3 separate regions of the Mus musculus genome follow, and regions 1 and 2 are each linked to region 3. Evidence: chromatin contacts called from public promoter capture Hi-C data. All regions are on one chromosome and are shown on one strand. The core of a region is the stretch at or near the end of the contact, and the rest is flanking DNA. Distances in the headings are between cores, read along the strand shown. Region 1 overlaps Synj1 (synaptojanin 1). Region 2 overlaps Synj1 (synaptojanin 1). Region 3 holds the start of Urb1 (URB1 ribosome biogenesis 1 homolog (S. cerevisiae)).

Region 1 (4,381 bases), core at 544-3,043, 150 kb after region 3:
GAATGATTTAGGGCTCAGCGCCCCGTCTTATTCCCAGGACTCTGGCAGTTACGTATCTCTTCACTGACTGCTAACACTACAAGTAGCTCATTTGACCACAGCTGAGAGCAGGCCAAGCCTGCTGGTGCCGGTTGTACTTTATTTGTGTTTGCCTTTGCACATGTGTGCTGGTGTCCGTGGAGGTCAGAGTAGGGCTTTGGATCCAGGGTCTTCAGATAGGGCAGCAAGTACCCTTAATGACTGAGCCATCTCTCTAGTCCTATATTTTTATGCTATGTGCTGGATAATCTCATACAAAATATCTGTCTATCTAGTAACTATTTCTAACAGAACAGAACAGAACAAAAATTAAAAAAAAAAAACAAACCCAAAACCAAAAACCCCACAGTAGAAAAATGTGACCTTTTCCCACTTACTCTTCCATTAGTGAAACTTTAAAAGCATGAATAAAGAAACCACCCTGCCTATGAGACACCCAGACCTCTCTGCGGGACTGGGATTGCAGCTCAAAAGCATGAGGACCTGGGCTCAGCACCAGCCTTGCCCCATCGTAGAAGATGGTATGAGATCTGGGGACTCATCTAGCCTGATACCACACTCTGGAGTAACAGCTGACATCCATGATGGTGAAACTGCCGCTGAGGTGACTTCAAGCTTGGTGGCCCCAGTTACTGTACCAGTGGCTCCCAGCCCTTCTACTTAATCTGAGAGTCCACATTATTATCATCCCACAATTATAGGCCTTCTGTTTGATAGTGCATCTTACAGACACACTAACGTATTTTCTTCCTAAGAATTATAAACATTTTAAAAACATTCTTTTCCCCTTCCTTTATTTCTTTTCTTTCATTCTTTCAAGAAAAAATAATTCTGTATGTTTAGCTACAGGTATGTATAAACAATAAATACAAAAATGAAATAAGAAAATGTTTAATTGTCAAAATTCATACCCTCCTTTTACAACTTTTCTTTATTGTATGCATATTTATAATTTTATATGTATATTGAGTGAAGAGAGCATATATGTGCCACAGGACACCTGTAGAGGTCAGAGGACAACTTTTGGGAGTTGTTTTTTCCCTTCTATGTCACTGAGGCAGGATTTATCTTGATTCCGCAGTTTTACTCCAGGCTGGACTGGTTCACAGCCTTCTGGCAACTGACCAGTTCTCATGTCTGCTTCCTAGCTGCCTAAGGATTGCAGTTGCATGCCACTGCGCTGGGGTGTTACCTGGGGCTTGCTGTGTAGGTTCTGAAGATCAAACTGATCTTCAGCATTGCAAGGCAAGTGCTTTAACGCTAGTCTCATCTCCCTGACCCCTCAAACTCCTTCCACTCCTTCTCCCTCTCTCGTCCTCTCCCTAAGAGGAAAAAACAACTTACATTCCTTTTTATTTCTGTGCATCTTTTTATATGCCTAAGTGTGGACCTGGAGTTACAGGTGGTTGTGAGCTGCCCAGTGTGTGGGTGCTGGGAACTGAGCTTGGGCTTTCTGTGAGAGCAGTGAGTGCACTTAATTGCTGGGCCACATCCCCAGCCCTCCAAGGGCCCCTTTTGTAAGACAGTGATCTCAGGAAGCAGTTACCTGTCCTGCATTTTTCTGGTTGATGAGCTGATCCCCAGCGATCAGAGAATCCCAGTTTTGTTGTCTTATGAGCTCTTTAACCTCTTCATTCGGAAGGTCAATTCGATAGTTGAAATCACCACACCAAAATACATAGTCATGGGAGAAGAGCATTCGTCCCTGGAAACACGAGACAGACAGCCTGTGCGTCACACTGTGTCTCTGCCTCACAAGGGCTTGCACTATCAGCACTGCGCCTTGAGCCCAACAATAGCAAGACAGCAGACGGAGGCACACAAACACTGCTGGTGTCTCTAAGGACTGCTCTAAGTCTTCACGACTGCGGACAGGAAATGTAGGATAAAGTGAAATGCAATGCAAAGGCTTGTCTTACAGAACCATCAGCAGAAGCTTACCATGGGGAAACTCAGTTTTCGTGCTATTTCTACAAAATCTTCATTTCTCTCTTTGACTTGGGACTGCCCTGCAGCAAAGTGGCTGCAGACGAAGCAAAGGCTGGTGGTGTGGAAGAGCATCCGAATTGCAACGGCGCCCTTGTTTCCAGTTGCACCTCCCATGCCAGTTTTCACAGTATCAACTGCAACATCCCTACAAAGCACAAGTTATGAATGGACGAGATGGCATCGCACACACTAGGGCCTTTCTTGTTATGGCATGAGAAGAGACAGAACGGTGTCTGTCACTGACCTGATAAAAGGAGCGTGCTGTGGTCTGATAAAGACAAACAGGCAGACACCCACCAGCTGCTCCGAGGCCAGCAGGACATACTTGTTGTCCCTGGAGATGGTCTTCTGCAGCTCCACTGCCCACAGCTTCTGGTTGGTTGTGCTACAAAGTATTACAGAGGGAGGGACTCCTAAGGAAAGCTTTACACGCCCTTTATACATCTGATTGCTTAAAAAAAAGAACATTTTCATGCAAGCTGCTTTTTGTTTCTGTTAAAAAGAAAATGTGCACCTTAACCAAAATAACACAGTGTTTCAGTATTTACAACTTATTCAAGAGGAGATCCGGGTTTAGTGAGATGGCACGCCATGTAAAGGTACCATGGCCAAGCCTGACAGCCCGAGTTCAATCCCCATGACTCTTGGGGAAGGAGAGAACTGACCCCTGGGGCTATCCTCTGACCTCCACATACACACCATTGCACACGTGTGCCTTCATACACACATGCACCCAAACAAATAATGCTAAAATTAAAAACCCCAAGAAATAAAACAAGAGAGATAGGAAATGAGTTAGAAAGAGACGTGAGGTGAGCAACTCAGATAAACTTCACACTTTAATGTCAGGTATTGTTAGGTTAATGAGAAACATGGGCTTCTACATATCACCTTGTCTCACTCCCACTTATTTTATGAAGTCAACTTTATTATTTTAAAACTCTGTCTGTCTGTCTGTTTCCCTCCCCCACCCTATGTCATGTATGTATGTTATGTATGTATAGGTGCCCGAGGAGGCCAGAGACAGGCATTAAAAATCCCGGAGACAGAGTTACAGGTTGTTGTGAGCCATCCTATGGGATGCTGGGAACTGAACTCTGGTTCACTGGAAGAGCAGCAAGAGATCTTAACTGCTAAGTACCTCTCCTGTCCTATAAACTAATTTGTTTTTAATTTAAGAAATTTTTCTTTTAAATAATTATGGAAAAAGTTTAAAAGCCTACAATTTGTTAACTGTAAAGTAAGTCATCACATACTAATATTTAGCTTCAATATCTCTTTCCTTCCCTTCTTCTTATAAACCTGAGATATTTTAGCCAAATCTAAGACATATGCCATTTTACTCATAATTACTTTTATGTCTTTAATATAATGGACATTTTTATCTTTACAAAACCTACAATATCATCACCAAATAGTAACCCTTAATATCACCTAATATTAAGAAACAAGATCAACTTTATTTCTTTTGGAAAAATGGGGCTAATCCATTCTTTCTAGAGTTGCTCGCGGCTGTTCAGGGAACAATACTAATCAACATCACCTACCTACCGATGGTCAGTGCACACATCTATTACTTCACTAAGAGCTGTAAGATATTCAGTCTATTATAACTAAGCTTCATAAAGAACTGATAGCAACTATTCAAATTAAACTGTAAACTATCCAGAGGGGGAGGAGGGGAGGGAGGAAGGAGGGGCTCAGAAGACAGCCCGTAGGAGCTGGCTCTTTCCCTTTACCATGTAGATTCTAGTGATCAAACTAGGTCATCAGGCTTGCTGACAAGTAGCCTTACCTGCTGAGCTAGCTTGCTGACCCAAAAGCTGTATTTTCAAACAAAAGTGAGAATTTTTATAAAACTTGTATTAGCTACTGTGATCTTGAATGCTTCCCAATATTTAAAGATTTTGATAAAATATCCATTGATGATACCAACCAAAACAGTACATTCACACCAAAGATGTGTCAAAATTAGGAATATCTACATACTCAGTGAACCTTCCTAAATGACCGAAACACAGTGTTATGAGACCACTCCATGGGAAATGAGCGATGGGTTTTAGCACAACAAAAGCACAAAAAGCTCACTAATTGGTGTTGGAGGTGGCTCAGCAGTTCCAAGCATGGGCTACTCTTCCAGAGTGAGCACAGGCAGTCCCTAGCACTCACATGATGGCTCACTGCCATCTGCAGCTCCAGACTTAGGAGCATCTGATGCCCTCTTCTGACCTCTGTAGGCAGCACCGGTATGTGGCTCGCTTACATACACAAAGGCAAACACTGCACACAAACAAGTCTATTTTTTCTAAGAGGTTAAACTAACAAGGTTTTAGATTCCATTTTCAACTAATCT
Region 2 (4,615 bases), core at 1,689-4,188, 190 kb after region 3:
TATATATGCATGATAACGCGAGCTTACTGTCATACACAGACCATTAAAAACATGGTTAAGGCCCAGTCTCTGAACCACACTTCATGTCATGCCTTTATACACAAACTTCTAATCATAAAAGTCACCCTGAAGACCATGGTAACATTAAGTAGGGCTGGAGAGATTGCTCAGTGATTAAGAGTCCTGCTCTTTCAGGGGACCCAAGTTCAATGTCCAGCACCCACATGGTGGCTTTCAACTGTCTGAACTCTAGTCCTAGGGGATCTGACACCCTCTTCTTAATTCAGTGGGCTATGTGCACATCTTTTACAGACATACATGACATGCATCAAACATTCACACACATAAGAATAAATGATTTTAAGTTTAAAAAAGAACATTACATAGCAGACATTTCTGAATCTAAAACAGATGCCTTTCCCACAATACACTAGGGGAATCAGTGTGTTTACCACACAGACACCTATTCCCTAATACACTGAGAAGAAAGATACTGCTTTCATTGTCTGCTGATGTATTTCAATAGAACACGCTCCTTGGATCCTAAAACTCTATCTAGGAAGAAGCATATTTATTGTGTGTGTAGGCGCATTTTCTCTGCATAAATCTATGTTCACTACATGTAACCCTGAAGTTATATATGGTTGTGAGCTACTATATCGGTCCTGGGAAGCAAACCTGGGTCCTCTGCAAGAGGACCAAGTGCTCTTGACCACTGAGCCAGACAGCTGCCAGCAAAGACAGTCTGCTTCCTTTAATGGTGTGATCTCTGATGTACCGATCACACATCAGGAATGGATCCCACAGCCAAGAGTGCTTGACCAATGCATAGATAGGTTTGAGAGAGGAGTGGGGGAGGGAGGGACAAAGAGAGATTGAGAGAGAGGAAGGGAGGGAGAGAGAAAGAGTTAGTATGTTGGGTGAGGATGTGGGCATAGATCTGGGAGGAGTTGGGGGGGGTTGAATATAATCAAATACATTACATGAAATTCTCAGTTAATAAAAATATTTAAAAAGATTATCCTAATGAATGTTTAAAAGGTATATACTAGTTAAGGCTCAAATACTGGGTTTGAAATGATATACAGGTAGTCTCTCTCATCTTCAGAACTATAAAAACAGAAATGAAAAAGTAGATTAACCACACGGAATAACAGACTTACCAAGATTTAATCGTAAAACTCCCAAAAGTCCGTATGCATCCAGTACTTTGGCATATGTGCCTTTAATAGCCTCCTTTTCTGCAGATGCTGTTAAAAATAATAATTGAAAACATTAGAATCTATTTAGTTGTAATGCCAGACTTGAAACAAAGCTTCAAAATGGGATCGTTTTCCCCATTTATCTATCTATCTATTTTCTCTTTTTTCTCTCTCTGTCTTTAGACCAGCATGACTTGGTTTCCCCCTATGTCACTGGGTTATCTAGTCTCTGGTTCTTGACCACTCAAGCTGTGTCAGATCTGGGTTCACCTCGTGAAGTGAGCCTCGAGTCAAATCAGTTGTTGGTGGGTTACTTCTGCAAGCCCTGTGCCACCATTACCTTAGCATATCTTACAGGCTGGACACTGTTGTGAATAAAGGTTTTGTAGCTGGCTTGGTATTTACATTACCCTTGATAATGTGCAGAATACCTTTCTGTATCAAGGATGCTGGAACATAGGGATGAAGTCTCTGTGGGCACCAGCTCAGTATCTCCATGTTTGATATAGGTGACCTCTCCAAACACCAGTGTATTATATTAGGTATTCTGTCCAACTAGTAGAAGAACTTTCTTGCTGGAGTTACAGAATTCTGCCCATCTAAGGAGTCTGTCTTCTTGTTGATAGCCTGTTTTACTCACTCGTTTATCCTGGACACAGAAGCTGAATAAACTGGTAAATGCTGCAAGCCACTGCTTGACCACACGGTTTAGCATGGCAGTGGGGCAGTCTTTACTGACCTTCCTCTCACTTCCTTTGCTCTAAGCTGAGGCAAACTTGCTAATGAGCTCAAGCCAGGCAATAATTTCCCTAGAGCAGGCTACTATGGTTAGTCTACTGATAAAAAAATAAAATAAAATAAAAGACAACAACAACAAAAATCCCGGATGTTTAAAGGCAGAACCTTCCTAGCACTTAGCAGATCCACATTTAAGATACAACAAAGAACCAAGGAACATAAACCACATCTGGTATTTCAAAGAATTTCAAATAGCACATTCTGAAGTGTGAAATTCAAACTTAGCCACTGCCCTCCGTTCCCTGTCCCACCTCTCCCCAGCTCGAGGAGGCTTGCTAGGTCACAGGATTCCCTGTCCTCATCACACTTAGCCTTCTCCCTCCCCTCTGTCCACACCACAACCACAGAACCCTTGGCAGGGCTCCTGTATGCTGCTCTAGGAAAGCAAGTAAGCAGATTGCTCTGACCTCCCATTTCCTGTCTATCTTCTCTGCAGACACAGGCTCTTCTCAATCTACATCTTATCCAAGATTCCTTGCCAATTCCTTGGATTCCAGACTCTTATCTTAAAGCTCTTCCCCAGAGTTCCACATAGTATCTCACTTCCCCATCTGCCTCTCTCCACCCTGTCTACTCAAGCTTCTCCTCCGCGGCTCACTTTGGCCAGCCGGGGACTTATGGTCAGTTAGCTGGCAGCACAGGCTAAAGCTAAATGACTCAACTAACACCATCACATTCTCTAATATGTTCATTATTAAGTGTGGGCCTTTCTGTAACCAGTATGAAACTAGAGTGGGGAAGACTTTTAGCATGCTAGGGGAATCGTGTCTTCTTTCACATATCTAGCCGTCCTAGCATTATATTGTTCTATGTGTTTATGGTCAATTCAAATTTAAAATTTACAACAAAAACTGAATTGTTTTCTAAAGGAAACTACAGCTGCCTTTCTTAAGTGCTGCACTTCCTCATTCAGCGTACCATGGGTGGGGCTGGGAGTGGGTCTCAATTTTTCATGGCAGAAAATGCGGTTTCCAGGTCAGACTGCTCTACGGAGTCCCTCAGGCTACATGCTGTGTGAATTTAAAATATTATTGCTGTCATTGGAATGAAGGAATTACTGATGTATTAGTGTCAGCAGCAATTAGGTTAAATTAGCAGTTAGCAAAAAATCACCATTAGGTTCAATGACCACAGCCAGCAAGAGTTAAAAAGAAAATGTAACTTAATATTAAGTAATTCTCTCCCCATATGAATAGTCTCTGTAACCTAAATTATCATGAAATAAATATTCTCTCCTCATAACTATTTTCTTCTCAATTGCACAACAAATAAACACTGTCTCTCAGGCCCAGTGACCATCCTTCTATTGCACCGTCATCTAGCTTAAACATGTAAGCATACACCAAGCCACTTAATTATTTGTATTTCAGAGTTATCTTCTGAGTTCTCTCTCTCTCTGACTAAAGCAGATGAGGTTACATTTTTTTTTTATTATTGTTTTTTTTTCTTTCTTTTTTTTTAAGATTTATTTATTATTATATGTAAGTACACTGTAGCTGTCTTCAGACACACCAGAAGAGGGAGTCAGATCTTGTTACGGATGGTTGTAAGCCACCATGTGGTTGCTGGGATTTGAACTCTGGACCTTCGGAAGAACAGTCAGGTGCTCTTACCCACTGAGCCATCTCACCAGCCCGAGGTTACATTTTTACTGCCATGAGTTTCTATTACCAGCAATTTAGAAATGGTCTTACAGCTACAGTATTAGTTCATCATCTCTGCGATGATTATGGCACTAACACAAGGCCAGGTGTTTATGTGCACTATTTAATTTTCACAGTACCCTAAGGACAAAGCTACACCTTCCATTTGACCTGAGGAAATTGGCTTAAGTCAGTTACTAATTGTCTAAGTCTAAGGAGCCAGCATTAGAGGGAACCTCTTTTCTGGGCACAGTGACTAATACTTTAATCCCAGCATTGGAGATGCAGAGGCAGGTGAACCTGGTCCCAGGGGTACAGTGTGGGACCCTGGAAGAGCTACCTACTTCCTGCTCTTGAACTTAGGGTAGGTTCCATTGCTACATGTTCAATGGTACTGAAAAATGTAGAGTATAAGCAACAAAGGAAATAATAATGAATGTTATTACTCCCTGAATATGCGTATAGACTAGAAGTTCCACAAGGAAAGGGGTGTTTATCTAGTCTCAAAGTCCTCAGAACAATCAGGAGGGAGAACAAAAGCCTGCAACACCTAGTAGACGATTACCTTTACCAGTAATCAAAGTGCATACCGATATTGACACATTAACAAGGCAGTTTAAAGCTGTCACCTGACTGACGAAAACAGCACAGCTTCTGAAATAGCTCTGTCAAAGGTGAGCAACAGCAGAAGCCCCACACAGCAAGGAGGGACAACATCCTATAAAACAACTGTTCTCCTAGGTCCTGAGGGTCAGAGACTAGAGCTCTAGAGTTGAGGAGATTAAGGCCTGCCTTTTAAATCAACTATACAGATCTGAATGGATCTTTCCATCATAGAAAGCATGGCTAGCTACTGGTAAGCGTGAAGAGGGCCTGAGCAGTGGCAGTGGCAGGACTGCTGTGCGCCCTTACGAGGAGAATGTCTAGGGAACACACAGCACAGTATCTGGGGACAATAAGGTCTCACGTCAG
Region 3 (4,702 bases), core at 869-3,368:
GATGGCACCACAGGATGCCACAAGAGGAGCGGACTGGCAGTTTAAAAGGTCACCTCGTCTTGCATGTGTGATGGGACACAAGGAAACAAATGTAGAAAAGACACCAAGCCTGGACAGCTCTGGCCATTATCACAGAAAGGCTAATGGTGCCTGGACTAGAGTGACCACCAAGGAAGTACATGTGGAACTGCAGACTCCAGAGACACACACACAGGAGACCACTGAGCCAAGGGATGACCGAGCACAAGGAGGGAGGAACATCTAGGAGACTGGGCCTGTCTGGTACTGCAATGAGGAACAGGGATAACACTTACCCCGTCACCAGTGAAGGGCAAGTATGTTGAAGAACCAGACTTGAGCAGATCCTTTCTGATCTAGAATCCCGACTCACTGGTCAGTCATCTCTCTACTGCTGACACTACTCAACTGAGTAGCCTTTGCCACTGAATCCCAAAGCTCCTCTCCACCACACAAAGGGAACAGCAAGAGCAACCTAAAAATCCCCAACACACACCCACCAATCCAATCCTTGAGAGCATTCCCATGACAGGAACTCAATGTGTACCAAGGAGGGAAAGGGAGAGAAAAATCCTGACATTATAGTCAAATAAAAATCTCCAAACTCCCACATTCACCCACTGACTTCAGCTTCGCAACGTCTTTCAATCACTTCATTAGTCATGTACCTGCCAACCTAGCTGTCCCCTGAAATGTAGACAGAAGCCTTTCAGGAACCGAGCTGGCGCTTTTCTTCTGCCAGGAAGGCTCCTTTCCCTATACAATTCTACAACTCATGAAAAACCTGCTTCCTTGGGGAAGCCTTCTTTGATTTCACAGATCAAGGTCCCAGGCCCATTAGGCACAATGGATAGCTGGCTCCTTCTGGAAGACCCGTGACTATGTGACTTTGCTGGTCACCTGCTTTCCCAAACTATCAGATTTGCAATGGCAAGACCTGTGCCAGGGTTTTATTCGCCCATTACATCTCTACCTAACAAACAGCAACTGCAATTAAATATCGAATAAGTGTGTGGGGCGCTAAATTCTGTGCTAGCAAAGGTGTCATCTTCTAAGCAAACGACCAAGGCGAGGCACCAAACGTTTAAAAATAAAAATTGTAAGAAAAACATTAGCTGAGAATACTTTTTGAGTCAGGGTCTCACTATATAGTGTTTACCGAGTCCCCTGGCTTGAGTTAGCCCAGGGCAGTTCAGGGAGACGGACAGCTTACTCTTCTTTGGACTGGCAGCAGCAGCAGCAGTCAGGAGTGCTCTGCCAACATGACACTGTCAGGATGGCACCAATTCTATCCTTAATCTTCAAATATTTCTAATGTTGGAAGTCAAGGTGTACTTGGTCTGGCACTTTCTAAGAAGATAAGGCTGGCCTTCAACTGACAGAAATCCTCTTGCCTCTTCCTCCCTCTAAAGTGCTGAATTAAAGGCACGAACCATCAAGCCCTGCGATAGTTTATTAACTTTGTAGTTTTGTTAACCTAAGAGAAATATTTCGCTGTCTTGTTTTTACCACCGCGTTGACGTCTGAACATGGTAACATGTTCAACTGTGGTTCTCCTCACAACCAATGTACTCCTTGCACGATTAGAAGTCGTTGTGAAGTGGTGTCACACTCTGCAGCGAGTGAAATTAAATTACAGAATCTGGCCCCTCTCGGTTACCGGTCCGGACAATCCTAGTCACTCGATTTAGTTGTAGGTCCTTATGGAACTTGTTACACGTGACATCCCGCCATTATCAGGGTTGACAGTTGGTTACTATGGGAACGGCTACTGACAGCCCAAGCAAGCTATCTCACTGAACTATTCTTGACTAACTCCGAGCCGGGCTCCGAGGCGCCGCTGTGCCGGCTACTGCCCCGAAGCTGAGGAGTCCGCTCCCACTCACCCGGTCCTGGGCCCTGCGCATCCTTCAGCAGGGTCTTGAACCGCACGCCCGTGAACTCCTCCGCTCGCGTTCGCTTGACTGTGCCAGCGGGGGACGCCGCGCTGCTGGGACCCTCTGACGCCTTCCTCTTGGGGACCCCCATGGCCCAAACCACCGGGCCAGCAAAACGGCACCCTCGGAAAACCCACGCGACCGGAAGCACCGGCGGCAAGGAAGGGGCGGGACTGGAAGGAAAGGCGGAGCCTATGAGGGGAAGCCGGTAAAAGAGCCGGTCTTCGGGTGAGAAAGGGCGGAAGGGGCGGGGCCTGCTGAAGGGGGCGTGGAGAAGGTAGAACACCTGGGGGCGGGGCCTTCTGGGGCGTGTCTCTGGGTGGTGTGGGCGTGGCTTGGTGCTTGGGTGGGGCCTGTAGGGCCTGGGATTTCCCCAAGGGTTCTCTGGCTGTGCTCTGCCTGCAAAGAAAAATCACATACCCGCCCTTAGCTGCAACAATCTGGGGCAGATGGATCAAAATGCTTCCCCTGCTCCCGCAACTCCCTGAGCAGGAAGAACTCCCAGACCCACAAAGAGCAGCACAAAGAGCTCAGATATTTAAAAATCTCTGAGCATTTTAATGATATCCTTTGAACAACTTCATGAGATTGATACTTCCTCAGTTCAAGCCCCCTGCGTGTAAGTGTAAGCCGGGTGAATTCCCGAGGGCTTGACATCAGGTGGACTTACCTCTGAAAAGCCCTAGCTTGGGAATGTGGTCCAGAGTGTCCGTAACCCTGAATCCCCAGTTTTTGTCACAACCCTAGCCAGAAGGCCTAGGCTGGTTAGATGTCATTTCAAGTAACCTCCATCCACGCTTGCTTCCCCCAAACCTTGATGCACTCCTTCTGTGGTGCTGAAGGCCAGGGGCGATCAAAGAAAGCAAGCATTTAAGAAAACCTCCTTGGACAGTGCCCGCATCTCAGCACCCTCGTTAAAAAGGAGACAACAAAGCCGGCTCTCCCCAGTCCTGGGCTGGAGAACGGCAAGTAATGTAATGTTTAAAGAACTGCTTTAAGGGGACAGAGAGTACGATACAGTTTTTATTTGTTGTAAGCTGTTGATTTACAGGCTGCATTCAATGCTCTGGCAAAAATGTGGGAAAGTAAAAACAGTCAGTTGCATAATTAAAAAAAACAGATCTTATCAATATCTTGGTATGTATTTAAAATTCCAAACTAGCCTGTTAGTTGGGAAATCGATGGTTTCTGAAATTCTCTGTCATATTCTTCTAGTCTAATAAGGCACACTTTTGGAAGCAAGTATCTTTTAAGCATCTAAGAATGTGGTCCCTGTCACTCCTATGATTTTAGAGTCCCTAAGAGAAAAACAAACAAACAAACAACAACAACAACACTTGCCTTTGACTTTGAGCCTGTAGCCTACAGAAACAACTGCATCTGTGGGAATCCCTAGGTCCCGGGCCTGTCAGAAAAATGAAGATGACTAAAACCATGAATAATTTTGAGAGAAGAGGCTGAAGACCGACTTGTGACCAATTGCCCATGTTGACACTCACCAGGACCCAAACAAAAGGCAGCAAGAAGAAGGAAGAAACAGTCTAAAGCCTTGAGTTTAGCTTATGTGATGTTGGGGGAAATTATCATCTCTCTGTACTAGTGGAAGTTATAAATAATTGGGGGTGGGGGTGTGGCTGGGAGGGTGATGGTCTCAGCTCAATCCCCAGAACTCACACGGTGAAAGGAGAGACCTCCTCTCACAAATTGCTTTGTGGCCTCTACATGCATGCTGTGGCAAGTCTCTCTCTCTCTCTCTCTCTCTCTCTCTCTCTCTCTCACACACACACACACACACACAGCTCACAAAATATTTTTTAAACCCACAAGAATTAGTGAGACCAGGGAACTTACCAGGGTACTCAGGATCCTAGCCTCAATTACATAGAAGCTGCCCCTGTCCATCCTAGCCTTAGATAAAGGGATACCCGATGGCAAGTAATTACTCAGAATTACAGATGGATGTTTGAGACTGGCTCAGAGCAGTCCTCTAAATAACTAGGCCAGGTCTTTGATACTTTGCCCAATGCCAAGCTCACCAGCCGACAGTGAGCTAGCCTGCCACGAGAAGCCCTGTGTTATTTGTCTCAGTGGCCGTTACTTATCTTGTGACAGTGACTGAAAACCTGGCAGAAATGGGAGAAGAATTTACTTTGGCCACAAGTTTTAAAAACTGTCAATGTGTTATGGTAGGGAGGACTCAGTGTCTGGGGCAACTCACCCACGGAGGTAGGGGCTTGCCTCACACTTTTCATACATTGGTAGAAACAAAATTTGGACCACATCCAGTAGATATCACCCTCAAGGCCCACTCCCAGCCTCATTTCTGCTACCTAAGCTACGCTCTCGAATGTTCTACCTCCCCAGGTAGGGTCAGCATCTGGGGCCCAAACCCTCAAACAGTTCCCAAGTTTTCTCTGTTCTGTTGAAGGCTGAGCATCACTATTCTAGAACATTCTATCCGTTTCAGAGCCTTTGAAGCTTCTTCCTGACTTTCTTCTTCCTTCAGTGACTCTGATGTTCACTTCACCCGACTTCCTGTCCATTCTTCACTGTGGCTTTGTACCGTCCTTTATTTTGTTTTGTTTTGCCTTTCTTACTTATTGGAGATACAGAATAGTCTCTGTTAATGTGCACCAAACACAATGGCACCAAGCTCAGATGCTCCACCTCCATTGCCTGGAACACACACTGGACCAACAAATGTTTGTTTAGTAAGTATCTGGATATGACTATGAATGAATGCACGG

Evidence for each region. Promoter capture Hi-C pulls out the DNA fragments that hold promoters and counts their contacts.
Region 1: a contact with region 3 is called in a promoter capture Hi-C map of liver. The contact joins the enhancer-like site here to the promoter of Urb1 in region 3. A contact is called at or near these places in 10 of 39 promoter capture datasets (the HPC-7 cell line, cranial neural crest, embryonic stem cells and 6 more), 1 of 484 Hi-C or Micro-C datasets (extraembryonic endoderm stem cells), 1 of 115 datasets of contacts at active chromatin or transcription factors (fibro-adipogenic progenitors) and 4 of 9 other capture datasets (adipose tissue, embryonic stem cells, liver and 1 more).
Region 2: a contact with region 3 is called in a promoter capture Hi-C map of the HPC-7 cell line. The contact joins the enhancer-like site here to the promoter of Urb1 in region 3. A contact is called at or near these places in 4 of 39 promoter capture datasets (the HPC-7 cell line, embryonic stem cells, liver and 1 more), 1 of 484 Hi-C or Micro-C datasets (regulatory T cells), 5 of 115 datasets of contacts at active chromatin or transcription factors (astrocytes, craniofacial prominence, embryonic stem cells and 1 more) and 3 of 9 other capture datasets (adipose tissue, liver and pancreatic islet).

The regions. Positions count from the first base shown.
Region 1 is chr16:90,962,233-90,966,613 of GRCm38.p6, forward strand. It overlaps Synj1 (synaptojanin 1), which reads right to left. Exons shown (of 32, transcript NM_001164483.1): 16 at 2,273-2,413; 17 at 1,981-2,173; 18 at 1,586-1,744. Among named protein-coding and RNA genes, the nearest start is that of Cfap298, 30 kb to the left of the region's middle. Within about 2 kb of position 1,794, at least 15 of the 459 cell types and tissues checked have an H3K27ac peak or open chromatin away from gene starts, as enhancers often do.
Region 2 is chr16:90,992,778-90,997,392 of GRCm38.p6, forward strand. It overlaps Synj1 (synaptojanin 1), which reads right to left. Exons shown (of 32, transcript NM_001164483.1): 3 at 1,164-1,250. Among named protein-coding and RNA genes, the nearest start is that of 4930404I05Rik, 16 kb to the right of the region's middle. Within about 2 kb of position 2,939, at least 149 of the 459 cell types and tissues checked have an H3K27ac peak or open chromatin away from gene starts, as enhancers often do. A contact at or near this core is called in the HPC-7 cell line, adipose tissue, extraembryonic endoderm stem cells and 2 more, where this site is marked.
Region 3 is chr16:90,808,295-90,812,996 of GRCm38.p6, forward strand. Urb1 (URB1 ribosome biogenesis 1 homolog (S. cerevisiae)) reads right to left here and starts at 2,119. Exons shown (of 39, transcript NM_029497.1): 1 at 1,905-2,119. The coding sequence starts at 2,046.